2 separate regions of the Ovis aries genome follow, and region 1 is linked to region 2. The links are chromatin contacts, called in public Hi-C maps. All regions are on one chromosome and are shown on one strand. Each heading gives the region's core, a stretch centred on a gene start, on an enhancer-like site or on the middle of the called end of the contact. The rest is flanking DNA. Distances are from core to core; before and after follow the strand shown.

Region 1 (5,061 bases), core at 18-2,517, 70 kb after region 2:
TTTAATCTACAGATTATTTTTAAAAACCATAAAAACAAGGAAAAGCTGCTTCCAGTGACTTTTAGGCTGTATTTAATAAAAATCCATTTATAAATACTGGACTCTTGTAGCTTGTGAACTAGTTAAGCAAGCTGTTAGTTTTTTTGGAAGAGGCCCTTGTCTGTGTAGATATTATCAGGTTTAATGAATCATTGGAGTTATTTTCAAAACCTCATTTCAGGAGACTTCAGTTTAGCTGTCAGTCTTTCCTGCTGATACCGCTTTATCCTTTGGCGTGGGTGAGTGATTCCTCTTACATGTGCTGGTTAACACTGGTACGTGAGCAGCGGAGACTGTTGGAACAGTGTGTATCCTGGTTCTTTAGAAGAGCGAAGCTTTTTAAGTCTTTATTAAGTTTGAGTCTGATTTTGTGAAACTTATTTTTGGCTTTACCCCAGTTAAAACTGTCATAACTATTCTTTTTACATGAAATATTTAATTTCAAAGGTATAATTTGGGGGGATTCTAAAGTAAATTTCTAGATGTATGGAAATACTTTTAATAGTTTTTGTTAGTTATTACAGAAGTCACATTTTTTCCCTTAAATTCTTTCTGGAGAGAGATTTTTTTCCAGATAGCCAAAGGCTTTCATTTGGGAAAGACTGGAAATAGAAATTCCTATTGCAGTGATTTGGGGTGTGGGGGGCTGGGAGGGGATGTCAACCATTAGGGTGAGAGTTGCAACATTTGAGGAGAGTTCATATTTTTAATGGCTCATGATCATCTCTGCATAGCATCTGTGTTTTTTTTCCTAATCTGTGAGATTTTATTGAGGTATAATTTATAATTCAGTGATAGGCACAGTTTAATTTTTTTTTTGTGTGTGACCCCATGGGTAGATAGATCTAGAGGGCATTTTGCTAAGTAAGATAAGCCAGACAGAGAAAAACAGATACCATATGATCTCACTTATGTGTAGAATCTGAAAAATAAGACAGAATGAAAATAGACTCATAGATACAGAGAGCAAATGTGTGGTTGCCAGAAGGGAAGGAGGTGGAGAGTTGAATAGATGAAGGGGAACAGGAGGTGCAGGTTATTAAAAGAAAAGCCTCGAAATGTAACGTGCAGTGTAAGGACTGTGGAATAATGTTGAAATAACTTTGTGTGGGGACAGGTGGTTACTAGGCTCACCACTGGTCCTCATTTCAAAATGGACGTAAATATTAGAGCACTAGTACGCCCGAGACTAACACGATCGTGTGTGTCAGCAAGTGTGTGTGTGTGTGTAGCCCTCATGCCTGTCAGGACATGGAACACAGCCATTAGCCTGGAGGGTTCTCTCTAGCTGCTCTGTACTCTGTCCCTGCCTCTTCCCCAAACCCCAGGACCACAGTTGTAGATTCTTGTGATGGAGATGAGCTTACCTCTCCCAGAGCTGCATATGAATAGTCATACACTATGTAATCTCAGGTGTCTGCAGTGCTGTCTTGAAGTTCATCTGTTTTGTTGTATGGATGACTAGTTTGTTCATTTCAAAAAATGCTAGTATTCCATTGTGTGAATATATTTCCGCTTGTTTATCCAGGCTTGTTAATGGCAATGTGTTTCTGTTTTTTATCTGTTATGAATACAGTTACTCTGATCATGTGAGTATGTGTGAATATGTTTCCATTTCTCTGGGGTAAATACTCAGGAGAATTGCTGGGTCATATGGTAAAAGTTTAACTAGATACTGCCAAATAGTAATACTTTTCCAAAGTGGTTAAATGTTACATTCCCACCAGCAGTGTATTGAATTTCTAGTGCCACACATCCTCACCAGCATTAGGAATTGTAGTTCTGTTTGCACTTCAGCCATTCTGGATGGTGTCTGCTGATAGCTCATTGTGGTTTGAATTTCCATTTCTTTGATGTTTAGTGATGTGGAGGTTTTTTCATGGGCTTATTGACCAGTCATACATTTTCTTTTCTAAATTGTTTGCTTGATTTTGCCCATTTTTGTTTTGGGTTGTTGTCGAACTGTAGAAGTTCTGTATATATCCTGGGTTTAAGACTTGTGAGACACACACACACACACACACTCTAAGTGTGTTCTCCACATCTTGGCCTTGACTCTTAATTTTCTTCTTACTATCTTTTGATAGTAAGTGAAAGTTTTTGCTTTTGATAAAAAGTCTAGTTTGTGGACTTTTAATTCAGTAGTTAATTGCTTTCTGTTCCTGTCTGGGAAATTCTTCCTCCAAGGGCTCACAAATGTGTTCTGTTTAGAAGTTTTAAGTTGTTAGCAGTGAAGTTTTGTGTCTGTAGTTTGTCATACACACTTCGTGGTGATGCGATGCAGGGCTGACCTTCTCTCTTGCCCCCATGGTTACTCTGCACCCCTTGCTGAAGACTTTCCTTGTCCATGAATTCCTTTGGAGCCTTTGTTGACAGGCAGTTGACTGTGTATATGTGTGCCTCTGAGGAGTTTCTGTTTTGTTCACTAACCTGTCCACCCTTGCTCCAGCGCCATACTGGCACGGTTATGTCTCTGTGCTGGAGGAGACCGCAGAGTAGACTCTGTTCCAGGCTTCTGTCTGGAAGGATCGCCCCCTTCTGGTCCTTCAGCTGAGAGGGCTGGCTTTTGTCATTGCTGGGTTTCTGGCATCTTTTGCTGCAAGTCTGCGATGCAGAGGCAGAAAGCGCCCTCCGGGATCAGGGTTGGTCCTCGTATCTCGAGGCCTCGTCCTGTCTGCCTTCTTTGCCTGTCAGTGTGCGGTCTTTTTCTTAGCTGTGCTGACATCTTTCTTAAATGTTGACAAGTTTACATCACTTCTCCTTTTGCCTCAGAAGTAGGAATTTCTTTTCCCCCCCTCACCTTTGGCTGTTTATGCTGAAGTGCCTGTGGGCCCTTCGAGGCCTGTCTCTCTGCCCGCTTACTCAGGACGCTGAGGGGTGCTGTGGCTCCCTGAGCTCAGGACCGTCCCTGCACCTCTGTTCCGGCCTCGCTCCATCCTGTGCGCCAGCGGCCGCTCCTCCCAGCCATGCATGGCTGAGTCAGGGCAGCAGCTGTTCCTCTGGAGTGGTTTTTGCAAGATCATCTCTTCAGTGTGTCAGGAACAGGACTCTTCCTGGTCAGTCCAGTGTGCAGGACCTGTGTATGGGGCCATCTCGCCCAGTAATTAGCAAGAGTACAGAGTAAGGGGCGGTCTAGACCCACCTGTGTTCTGTGATTTGTGGTCCTGCCCTCATGCCTCTCAGCCCCAGCGGTGTCGCTTCTGGACTTGAACTTGGTGGTGACCTCCTCAGCTTGCACCAGCTGGCTTTCAGTTCAGAAGCATCCTGTCTTTCCGTGTGTTTTCTGTTGCTTCTTCATGAATCTGCTCCCATCAGACCCGTCTTCTTGCTGTTCTCATAACAAGCCCCACGTTTCTGCTTGTGTCATTAATATGCTGCTCCTCCTGGCATAAGTGTGCTCTCGTGTGTGTGTGTGTACACATGTACACAGAGGGCACTTCAGCAGAAAGAACGTGTGTTTCCCTCCCAGTTTTACCTCTTGCTGTGTGGAGTAGGATAAGTGACTTCACTTCTCTGAGCCTTAGTTCTACAGTTTGTAAACCTGGAAAGACACTTTTCTCACAGGACGTGTCCGGTGATGTGAAAGTTCCTGAAGCCACAGAACTCAAATAAAATATGTGTTTCCTTTCTTTGTTTCTGTAATTGGAGGCTGAGGGCCAGGTCATTTCTCCTCATCTTAGTGTCGTCAGCGGGACACAGCATGTTGAGAACATGGAAGAGACTTGTTAGTGGGTTTAGCTGGTTAAGGAAACGTCTGGCTACTTCCTGTGCAGCCTGTGCTGTGTTAAATGTTCAGTTCAGCTCAGTCATGTCCGACTCTGCGACCCCATGAATCGCAGCACGCCAGGCCTCCCTGTCCATCACCAGCTCCCGGAGTTCACTCAGACTCACTACCATCGAGTCCGTGATGCCATCCAGCCATCTCATCCTCGGTCGTCCCCTCTCCTCCTGCCCCCAATCCCTCCCAGCATCAGAGTCTTTTCCAGTGAGTCGACTCTTCGCATGAGGTTAGGCTTGCTAATTACTGGGCAAGATGGCCCCATGCACAGGTCCTTAAGGCCCAGTGTGGCACCCAGGTGTGCTCCTTGATTCTGTAGCTTGGGAGGCGGGCACGGCTTAGCCTGGGCCGTGTGAGGCATGAGCGGGGATTCCTGGAGAAAGGGGTGCTGGTACTCGATCCTTTTTTTAACAGCTTTATTTAGGTGTAATTTGCGTACCATAAGATTTCACCCACTTAAAATGTCAATTTACAGTTTGTAACCATCACCACAATCCAAATCTAGACTGTTGCCGTCACTCCAGAAAGATTCCTTGTGCCCATCTGCGGGCCTTATGCGGAAAGATAGGTATGAGCGGGCCAAGCAGGACTCCTGGGAGGAAGGCGGGTCCCAGCGCGGAGGAGACAGCGCAGGGAGGCGTGCGGCCCGGGTCGGGGCGAGCTGCTCCTGCCTGCTCCCGGGGTTTCGCTCTCCGCTCTTCAGACCTCAGTTTCCCCACCTGTGATACATAACCGATAGGCTGGTGGCATCTTAGCTCCCTTTAAACTCTCATCCCTTCAGTTAAGAAAAGAATATATTTTTTAAAAAAAAACCAGCCGTCAGGACCCATGAAGTAAAACCAGAGAATTGGAGTGACAGCGAGGCTCACAGTTCCTTTGATGAAATTTCTCGTTTAATGTTTTTCCTGCTTAGCTTGGGCGAGTAGTAGTGTATACTGTCCTGGTAGAAAGCTGATGAAACGTAAACAAGTGAGAAGACCACTTACAACCTTTCTAATTCAGAGATAATTGTTACTAAAGTTCCCTTGTTCTTACATTTTCTGTGTGCTTGTATATTTAAAAGTTGATACTGTGCTGTGAATTGCTTTCCTCAGACTATTAAATATTGTCAGAAACATTTTTATGAGACTAAAAAAACATGGCCTGTTCATTAGAAAAGCGTGATAATAGCAGTAAAGTGATAGACGGCGTGGTAAGGCTCAAAATAAAAGGAGATCTTTCTCTCCCTCCTCTTTCACAGCTTC
Region 2 (4,414 bases), core at 1,752-4,251:
GTAATGCCAAGAATAAGATCCTTAAATTTGTGTACACTTAATTATTGCTTTCAGAAAGTTTTCAGAAGTGGTTTTTGAAATATATACTTATTTACTTACTGTATTAAAATGGACTAATATCAATAATGTAATCCACCCCATTAGCCAGTCCGATAGGGACAGAGTAGGTGATTAAATAGTTAATCCTACTGTGTTTAGTTGCTCAGTTGTGTCTGACTTTTTGTGACCCCATGGACTGTACCCTGCCAGGCTCCTCTGTCCATGGGGATTCTCCAGGCAAGAATACTGGTGTGGGTTGCCATGCCCTCCTCCAGGGGATCTTCCCAACCCATGGATTGAACCCAGATCTCCTACATTGCAGGCACATTCTTTACCATCTGAGCACCAGGGAAGCCCAGTTAATCCCACTCAGTTCAGTTGTTCAGTTGTCTCTGACTGTTTGCAACCCCATGGACTGCAGCACTCCAGGCTTCCCTATCCATCACCAACTCCCAGAGCTTACTCAAACTCATGTTCATTGAGTCAGTGATGCCATCCAACCATCTCATTTTCTGTCATCCCCTTCTCCTCCCACCTTCAATCTTTCCCAGCATCAGGGTCTTTTCCACTCGGTCAATTCTTCAAGTCAGGTGGCCAGAGTATTGGAGTTTCTGCTTCAGCATCAGTCCTTCCAATGAATATTCAGGGTTGATTTCCTTTAGGATGGACTGGTTGGATCTCCTTGCAGTCCAAGGGACTCTCAAGAGTCTTTTCCAACACCACAGTTCAAAAGTATCAATTCTTCAGCACTTAGCTTTCTTTATAGACCAACTCTCACATCCATACATGACTACTGCAAAAACCATAGCTTTGACTAGATGGACCTTTGTTGGCAAAGTAATGTCTCTGCTTTTTAATATGCTAAGTGGGTCATAACTTTTCTTCTCAGGAGCAAGTGTCTTTTAATTTCATGGCTACAGTCACCATCTGCAGTGATTTTGGAGCCCAAGAAAATAAAGTCTGTCACTGTTCCCATTGTTTCCCCATCTATTAGCCATGAAGTGATGGGACCAGACATCATTATCTTGGTTTTCTGAATGTTGTGTTTTAAGCCAACTTTTTCACTCTTCTCTTAAACTTTCATTAAGAGGCTCTTTAGTTCATCGCTTTCTGCCATAAGGGTGGTGTTATCTGCATATCTGAGGTTATTAATATTTCTCCCAGCAATCTTGATTAAAGCTTGTGCTTCATCCAGTCCTGCTTTTCTCATGATGTACTCTGCATATAAGTTAAATAAGCAGGGTAACAATATACAACTTTGATGTACTCCTTTCCCAATTTGGAACCAGTATGTTGTTCTATGTCCAGTACTAACTGTTGCTTCTTGACCCACATACAGATTTCTCAGGAGGCAAGTAAGGTGGTCTGGTTTTCCCATCTGTTGAAGAATTTTCCACAGTTTCTTGTGATCCACACAGTCAAAAGCTTTGGTGTAGTCTATCCCACTGCTGCTGCTGCTAAGTTGCTTCAGTCGTGTCCGACTCTGTGCAACCCCATAGACAGCAGCCCACCAGGTTCCGCCGTCCCTGGGATTCTCCAGGCAAGAACACTGGAGTGGGTTGCCATTTCCTTCTCCAATGCATGAAAGTGAAAGTGAAGTAGCTCAGTTGTATCCGACTCCTAGCGACCCCATGGACTGCAGCCTACCAGGCTCCTCCGTCCATGGGATTTTCCAGGCAAGAGCATTGAAATGGGTTGCCATTGCTATCTCCAGTCTATCCCACTAGGGGATTGTAAATAGAAAAATATGGGAGACCCCTGTAATTTAATGGTTACTCAAGAAAGCAGGTTTGCTTAAACACAAAACCATGCAACAAAAGCGTGGGATGTGACCCCCAAGCAATAAAACACTGGTGGAATGAGCCCCACATCCTGCCCAATGAGCTCAGTAAGTTAATGACCCCTCGGACATGCTCTCTGCACACATAAAAAAGTAATTTGTGGACCTAGCTTGACAAAACTCCCCTGCCGAAACTGAGGGAGGAACTGATGATGGAAGCATGATGTCTACTCAAGAAAGATGAAGAAGTTCTCCCTCTCCCCATTTTTCCTTTGATTATAAAACTATGGCCTAGGGGTGTGACACCCCTTTGCCCACTCTTTTGTAAGCCTTACAAGCGTCCTAGTCTAATAAAACACTTCTTATTCATCACTTTGCCTCTCTGCTGAATGCCTTCTGTGAAGAGAGGTAAAGGATTGTGTACCGGAGCCCTTTGGAGCCCTGGAACGACACCAAACGGTTTCACTCTTCCCTGGCCAACCACCCTCTGGACCAGCACCACGGGGCCCCCTGCGCTCTTCCAGAGCTGAGCACAGGGCCAGGGGCCCTCCAAGGGCGCAGCATCCAGTGCACTGAAGGCTCTGCTGTTGGAGACACTTATTCAGTAGGTGAGGGCAGACCCCAGAAACCTGCTTTTTTAATAAGTCCTCCCTCTGACGTCAACCTTGGGCTCAGGTGTCAGCTGCACTGGGTACCGGCGAGTTGCCTCGATCAGTTGGGCATCCCCATAACCAGGCGGAGACCAGCTCCCTCCCAGGATGGCCGTGAGGACTCGAGGAGCTCGTGGACATCACGTCCCAGCTCCGGGACCAGGGCAAGTCGAGCCTGGAGCAAGAAGAGCCGGATAGCAGGGTCCATGGGAACAAGAAGCTGCCGAGCAGGGGCCGGAGATGTTGACAGGGAAGAGGGAGAAAGGACAGAGCGCGTGGGCCCGGCGGGTGTACCCGGTCGGGGGTGTGGCCTCTGGTGGGCGGAGCGCTAGCGGGGCGGGACCCCAGGAGCGCTGGGCCCGCGGGCGGGGGCGGGGCCTAGTCGGGGGGCGGAGCCGGGCCGCGCACTGACAGGAGCGCGGCGGGGAGTGAGAGACGCCTCCTGGCGGGAGCTGGCGGCTGCCCAGGCGGGAGCCGAGGGGGCGGAGGGAAGCGGGGTGCGGGGGTGAGGCGGAGACTGGCCGGTCTCTGCCTCTTTCGGTGCGGAGGTTTGCGGGCGCCGCGCGGAGGACGGCGTGGAGGCGCGGCCTGCCTGCCTCCCTCCACAGCCCGCAGCGCGCCCGCTCGGCCGACCCGTGGGGAACTTGGGGCCCGGCGAGCTCGCTGCGCACGGTGAGCGGCGGGGGGCGGGCGGGGGCGCTGCTCGGGGTCTGGAGGCCGCGGCTGGGCCGGCGCGGCGGGAGGAGACGGGGCCCGCGCGGCCTGGGCGGCCTGCGGGGGACAAGACGGGCCAGACGCGAGGCGTCGCTCCTCGCGGGCCTCCGGGGCCGCTGTCAGCGCCGCCAGCCGGGCCGCGGCGCTTTGTTCCCGGGGTCCCGGAGGCAGCCGCTCCCAGCTGAGGAGCCGGCTGCTTGCCCCTCGGCGCCTCGTTCACCTGGACGCCCGCTAGGGGCAGCTCGGGGAGGGGCGCGGGGACAGCCGTGAGCTGGGGAAATACCCCCTGTTCAGTGGTTGGGGCTGATCACTAGTTCAGGAAGCTTCCATTTTCCGACGCCTTCTTGGGCCGCCACGAGTACGGGGTCGGCCGCTCCGGGTTCAGTGCAGCGGGCGGTGGGTCCGACGGTCCTGGAGGGGCCCCGCTTTGGCTCCGTCTCCGGGCTTTCTCGTCCAAAACCGAGCCGCCCGGGCACAGAGCCCCGGTTCTCTCTCCACCTTCTGTGGCTTTGCTTTATTGTTCTTCCTCACACTTAGGATAAAGGTTTACAGCGATCTGAAAGGCCCATAAATATACCTTTTATCCGTCTCACCTCACCTATTTATTTCATTGATTCCATTTTGAGTGTGTGTTTTAAACCCTAGAAAGTTTTATTTTCTCCTTTTTGAAGATTTAATGACCGTGTTGGTTGATTTTACCACCGTCAGAATTTGTGCTGGTCTTTTTCTCGTTTTGGACTGTAACATCTTTTTCAGTAATTTTGAAGAATCTGTGGTAGTTAAGGTAAAGAAGTAAAAAGAATATCGTCACATTTTGATAAATCAGAATTCTTCATGCAGTCAATAATTTACTCTTCCCTTTGTTAATCGCTAAAGTATGTCAGGAGCAACTGCCCACTCCTTCCGTTGAGCTGCTTCATTCTAGCTAATTATGTTAAGAGACAAAATGAGGTAGTAATAAGTAATCACTAGAATAGTTTGCATTTTTAAATTTTATTTTAATTGTGGGAATTAAAATATCATTAAATGTTTTTAAAAATTTATAATGCAATATTAATAGTTTTTTGGGTTTTTTGACTGGCTTAAAGTTGAATAGTAGGCCTGAAACTAAAGCTGAATAGTAACGGTGTAATATTGAAACTACTTATTTGCTTTAACTTTCACAGTCACCATTTCTGGATAGTCTGAGGAATTTCAAAATTCTATACATTTGAAGATGGCTAACAAGATG

Evidence for each region. Hi-C and Micro-C count contacts between places; a contact is called where the count stands out from the background.
Region 1: a contact with region 2 is called in a Hi-C map of omental adipose tissue, with 2.2 times the contacts expected there. The contact joins the enhancer-like site here to the promoter of TWSG1 in region 2.

The regions. Positions count from the first base shown.
Region 1 is chr23:42,128,059-42,133,119 of ARS-UI_Ramb_v3.0, forward strand. The region is part of intron 1 of RALBP1 (ralA binding protein 1); the gene reads left to right. Among named protein-coding and RNA genes, the nearest start is that of RALBP1, 18 kb to the left of the region's middle. Within about 2 kb of position 1,268, at least 13 of the 54 cell types and tissues checked have an H3K27ac peak or open chromatin away from gene starts, as enhancers often do.
Region 2 is chr23:42,056,752-42,061,165 of ARS-UI_Ramb_v3.0, forward strand. It overlaps TWSG1 (twisted gastrulation BMP signaling modulator 1), which reads left to right and starts at 3,002. Exons shown (of 5, transcript XM_015103656.3): 1 at 3,002-3,141.